2 separate regions of the Mus musculus genome follow, and region 2 is linked to region 1. A link is a contact called in public HiCAR-type data. All regions are on one chromosome and are shown on one strand. Each heading gives the region's core, a stretch centred on a gene start, on an enhancer-like site or on the middle of the called end of the contact. The rest is flanking DNA. Distances are from core to core; before and after follow the strand shown.

Region 1 (2,700 bases), core at 181-2,680:
TATTTTTTAGTATAGAATAGAGTTTATTCAGGGCATGGGGAGGGGAGTTAAGAGGGTAGCAGAGGCAGGGAAAGGCAGAGAGAGAGAAAGAGAGAGTAGAGAACTAGAGGCTGGCCATGAGCACATGGAGAGAGGGGGAAGGGAATCTAGATTAAAAATTTAAATGGGGGGGGCAATAAAGTGGTTATAGTCACAGGAGCATATCAAATTGATTGTCTTGGCCATGGGTGTGTGTGTGTGTGTGTGTGTGTGTGTGTAATAATTTTCACAAACTTGCCATCTCAGAGAAACTCTAGGAGGAAGAAAGGATTCCAAACAGGCAAATTCTGGCTACAGCTGAGGAGAGCTCGCACAGGAAAGAACTGCCTGTAATGGAATGAAAAGAAGCCAGGGCTTTGCTGTCTTGGGAAAGAGGGAAACCAGTGTAAGGGAAAATGTGCTACCTTCTGGAGAGAGGACAGCCCTCGGCTCCATGACAGCTGTCCCAGGTTGCCTTAGCAAAGCCTTCCTCAAGCAGATATTCACTGAGGCCCCTTCGGCAACTTTCCAACATGGTTTTACTTAAATACACACACACACATGCATTTACTTCGTGTGTGTGTGTGTGTGTGTGTGTGTGTGTGTGTGTGTGTATACATGTTTGCCTGTGTAGAGAGATCTGTGTAGAGAGAAGTATGTGCCGGGGACTGAACCTGCATCCTTTGCTAGAGCATTAAGCACTGTTAACCACTGAGCACTCGCTTCTGCCCCTGTGCCTCGTGGTGCAATAGGTAAAATGAGAACTTTTTTCTTTCTTTTTTAAATGGAAGTGTAGTTCTCTGCCTTTATTGATAACCCAAGATCCTTTTCTAATTTGTGTGGTAACCAGTATTGGTGTGAACATCCAAAAGCCAAAGGAGTTATTGTCAGCTTCGGCCCTGTGAGGTGTCCAATAGGAATAGGACAAGGTATAATTCTGTCTTTATCAAAAACTAGGGGACATACCCAGGCCTGTGGTTTACTTTGCCACCTAGCCTCTGTGACATGTAGATTGCAGTTATAGCAGCTACAGCAATGCTGGCAGCTAAAAACACAGAAGGGGCTCCGAAAGAGATCTCGGGAGCAAAACACAAGCTGGTCTTCTATAGAAACAAAAAAGAAAAAGGAATTTCGGTGGGGGTAGGGGGGGGGTGGGGGGTGGGGGGTGGGGGGTGAGGGGGTGGCAAGAGAACAAATTAAAGACGGGCAAGAAACGCGGGAGCACGTGAAAGATGCTAACAGAGGCAGCCGGGAGAGGAACCGCAAGCGCTCAGTCATCTGCGGAAGCGACCGCGGACAGTCCCGGTCACGTTGCTGGAGCAGCCATTTAGGGACAGCCTGACAGCGCGGCGCCGCGCGGCACAGGGACTGTTCGGCTGTGACGCATGCTCTCCGCCCGCCCGACCCCCCCCCCCCCCCACGGCACCACCAGGCTTCTGTAACTTATAAAATGGCGGCGTCCACATGTATACGTCCTTCCCGGGATTAGCCAGGCAGCTAGAGGATGACTTAATAAGGAGAGTGGAGAAACTGGCCAATTAATGAACATGCCCTGGTGAGTGCCGGGTCTCGCGCTGTCAGAGAGATGGCCGCCGTAGCGGTCACCACGCCGACCCGCCGCAGCGGTCACCACTCCGACCGCATGGTCTGCCGAGCGGGACGAGTAGTCGGCGGCTGGCACTCCGGATTTCTCCCCTATTCCGCCCACAATAGATGAGTGATCAGTGCCCACATCACCGGACCTCCACGGATGAACCTGTCAGGCTGGGGAGGCTCATTCCTAGGAGAGATCGTGTTTTGAGGTTTCCTTTTGTTTTCCTTTGTCTAATTGGGGTTTGACGGATAGTGAGTGTCTCCAAAATGGAGTGTTTATTCTAGCTCCCCAGAGGCCTCGAAAAACGGCCTCAGTTCTTTCTCATCAACACTTAGTAGTTGATAAAACTAGCTTATTGGTAACATTAATTATGGTATAATAACGCTTTTTGCCCTATGCCCTTTTTATGTACTCCAAATGAGGACCAGAGTATGTTACTAAATTTGTGGTCTGGGAGCATCTGTTATAATAGGGCCTTATAGGGTGATCTGTGTTCTTTTGTTAGATGCTTACTTGGTCAAAAAGACATTTCAGTACCTTAGCTAGGCATTGCTGAATAAAGTATGAATTGTTGCAACCATTTGGAAGCATTGATGTAGCTATATTTAGAAAAATAAAAATATATATGGAGTACCAAGTTCCAATATCTGGAACTCAGTAGTCTGACTTTCACGGCTCAATCCTTCAGAAAGAGAAGCATCAGTATATAAATAAGGATACCTAAAAGAGGATGTCTATGCAGCTCTTTTCTTGTGGCAAGTGATAAGAAACAACCTGTGTATCCATTAATAGGAGGATGTTTTAAAAGTCTGTATATTTTGGCTCTTTGGTGTAAAAGATGATATGATAGCTTGTTACATTAAAAACAAGTTGTAGGATAATATGATCTCATTTTTTTCATATATGTATGAGGGTGACAAAGGAATGTTTGCTATTTTTAAAACATTTCGGCAGCTTTATATATTATGACCTATTTAACACAAATGCAAACACAGAGAATAAAATGAAACCCTAATATTAGAGTTGACGTTTTGCCATATTTCTCCACAGTTGCGGCTCACTCTTTTGTCATCCCGTAGATTAAGCAT
Region 2 (2,700 bases), core at 57-2,556, 2.5 Mb after region 1:
GTATTTACATATAATAAATAAATAAATCTTAAAAAATAAACAAGCATACCAAATAAGCATGGTGGTTTGAGTATCTCTGTTTTATGCTCACTCAGGTTGCTTTAGGCATATGAACTGCAGTGGTCATACAGACACAGTGTGGTAAAGAATTACCAATGGATACAAAACATAGTGGATAGAAGCTTATGCAGAATAGGATAGTCATTATGCATTGGAGTTACCTTTTTTTTTTTTTTTTTGCACACATCCCTCCTTTCCACTCAAGATACTTTTTTTTTTTAATTACAAAGGGAAAGCGGTGACTTTAAAGTGTAGAAATCTGGTATGCAGTGCTTGGATTAAATGATTAAGTTCATACTATTACTGAATGGGACATGCTAAGATCCTATACCTTTTGATAGGATGCTCTAAAAAGCAGAGTTTGATTTGTACATTATTTATCTAATCATGACACTAGAGAAGCTAAGGCAAAAGAATTGCAAATTCTAGGCCAGTCTGGGCTACATAGTAAGTTCTAGCCAGTCTGGGTTACATAGGGAGACCTGGCTTACACAGAGTTTCTTTTTTTTTTTTTTTTTTTTTATTTATTATTTATTATATGTAAGTACACTGTAGCTGTCTTCAGACACACCAGAAGAGGGCATCAGATCTCATTAAGGATGGTTGTGAGCCACCATGTGGTTGCTGGGATTTGAACTCTGGACCTTTGGAAGAGCAGTCGGGTGCTCTTACCCACTGAGCCATCTCACCAGCCCTACACAGAGTTTCTTAAGAAGATACATATATAGTATTCTTGCCAGATGCACATGAACTGGAATCCTTAGGGGAAAAAGGTCAATTGATCTCCCAGCACTTGGGAGGCAAAGGCAGGACTTTTTCTGTGAGTTCCAGGCCAGCTTGGTCTACATAGAGAGTTCCTGGTCAGCCAGGACTAAATAGAGAGGCCGTGTCTCAACTCCCCCACAAAAATTCCAAAAAAAAAAACCAATAAAGGTAAAACCAATTAATGTAGGTAATAGGAGACAGAATGTGAAAAATTTGAAGGGACTGTAATTGGAAGTGAGACACTAGATCCAATCCTCTGGAGTTTTAGCACCATTTTGATGCTGGTGCCTTATGTAAGGTCGGTGTCTCAGCTCTCCTTTGTAGAGTCCGAAACCTTTGTCCAAAGAGTTAACCTCCCTGCTTAGTAAATACTACTTTATGGAAGCCATCAAGCTTGAAACTACATTTCCCAAAGACCTTCCTATTTCCTCGCAGGAACTAGGATGACAATTTCTATAGGTCAACCCCTAAATCTCGCGACATCTCACCAATTCTCATTTGGGCTCCCTGCTGAAAGCCATTTTGTTTTTCAGGACGCTTTGCAAGGGTAGCTGGGGTGAATTTGCACCAAGGCAGCAGCATAGTCGCCGCAGTTCCATCTTCGTCTCCGCGATGTTGCCCTTAGCCAAAAACGCACTAAGCCGTCTCCAAGGTGAGCAGATAATGTGGGCGAGTTCTTTACAACACCCGGGATCCGGCTGTCCTCGTGCTCTTCTGCCCTCTTCCTCCGCCCCAAATCCTGCGGGTTTTAATTCTAGGTGCATGGTCCCCTGCGTGGTCTCCAGTCACTGGGAAGGGAAGCTAGCCATAACAGAGGTAGCTGTGACAGTGGCTTTATCATCCTGTCCTTGTGTTCCTAACCTCGTTATGCATTCTCTTTCTTCAGAGACCTATGATTTCCAGGAAGAACGCTTTGGCGGACACCTTGCTCTTTTAGCGATGATCTAAATTTTAGCTCTGGGAGTGTATTTACGTAGAAGAACTGATCTCCTACAATAACGGTGGTAGGAAACTAAATCTACCGCATCTGGATTCATAGCAAGGGGTTGAAAACCTTAAGCCTGGCAGCTTTGAAGAAGTCATCTGTAGATTATTAACGGAATATTAACTATAGCGAAAACAATCATGGTCATTTTTTTTTCCTGCTTTAAAGTTAGGCAAGTACGTGGAAACTTGAGACTAGCAGTATATATGGAAAATACACTGGACTGGAAAGAAAAAAATTCATTTTTGTAATTGCTTTACCCTGAAGGTGACCTTCAGTAATGTGAATGAAGGTGACCTTACACAATACTTACTTGCTTTTCTAGCCATGGATTTAGTTTTATTTTACCTTTAGATCACATGCTGTGTTCTAAGTACTGAAGTACTTTGGGAATAATTGAAAAAAAAAAAAAAGAAAGAAGCCCAACTGATCTTTCATCTGCTACAAGCTGTGTTTATTATTTCTTTCACTTTGGACAAATGATTTAGCGTTATAAACTTGTTTTTGTAAAACAGAGGTTAGTAAGTAATACCTATGTCAAAGACCATTAACCAATCTCTGGTCACTAAACTGGGTGGTTTTGTTTGTTTGTTTGTTTTTAATTTTATTTTGGTATAGAGGGGAGATCACTTGGTAAATCAGAGTGTTGAAACAACAGTTGTTTGGTAATCTCAATTTCTTTGATCTTTAAGTGACTTAGGGACTTTTAAAAATACTGTAGGAAAAGTTTTTTTATCATTTTTTTTTTTTTTTTGAGACAGGGTTTCTTTGTGTAGCCTGGCTGTCCTGGAACTTGCTCTGGAGACCAGGCAAAAAGATGATTTTTTAGTTTATTTTGTTGTGTTTCTGTTTCTCATACTCACCCTTTTAAATGTTCTGGAGCAGAATTG

Evidence for each region. HiCAR-type assays count read pairs that join an accessible place to other places.
Region 2: a contact with region 1 is called in a HiCAR-type map of astrocytes, with 3 times the contacts expected there. The contact joins the promoter of Cox7b here to the promoter of Jpx in region 1. A contact is called at or near these places in 3 of 39 promoter capture datasets (cranial neural crest, erythroid cells and liver), 1 of 115 datasets of contacts at active chromatin or transcription factors (astrocytes) and 2 of 9 other capture datasets (adipose tissue and liver).

What each region holds. Positions count from the first base shown.
Region 1 is chrX:103,492,128-103,494,827 of GRCm38.p6, forward strand. It overlaps Jpx (Jpx transcript, Xist activator (non-protein coding)), which reads left to right and starts at 1,431. Exons shown (of 3, transcript NR_015508.3): 1 at 1,431-1,573.
Region 2 is chrX:106,014,394-106,017,093 of GRCm38.p6, forward strand. It overlaps Cox7b (cytochrome c oxidase subunit 7B), which reads left to right and starts at 1,307. Exons shown (of 3, transcript NM_025379.2): 1 at 1,307-1,477. The coding sequence starts at 1,438.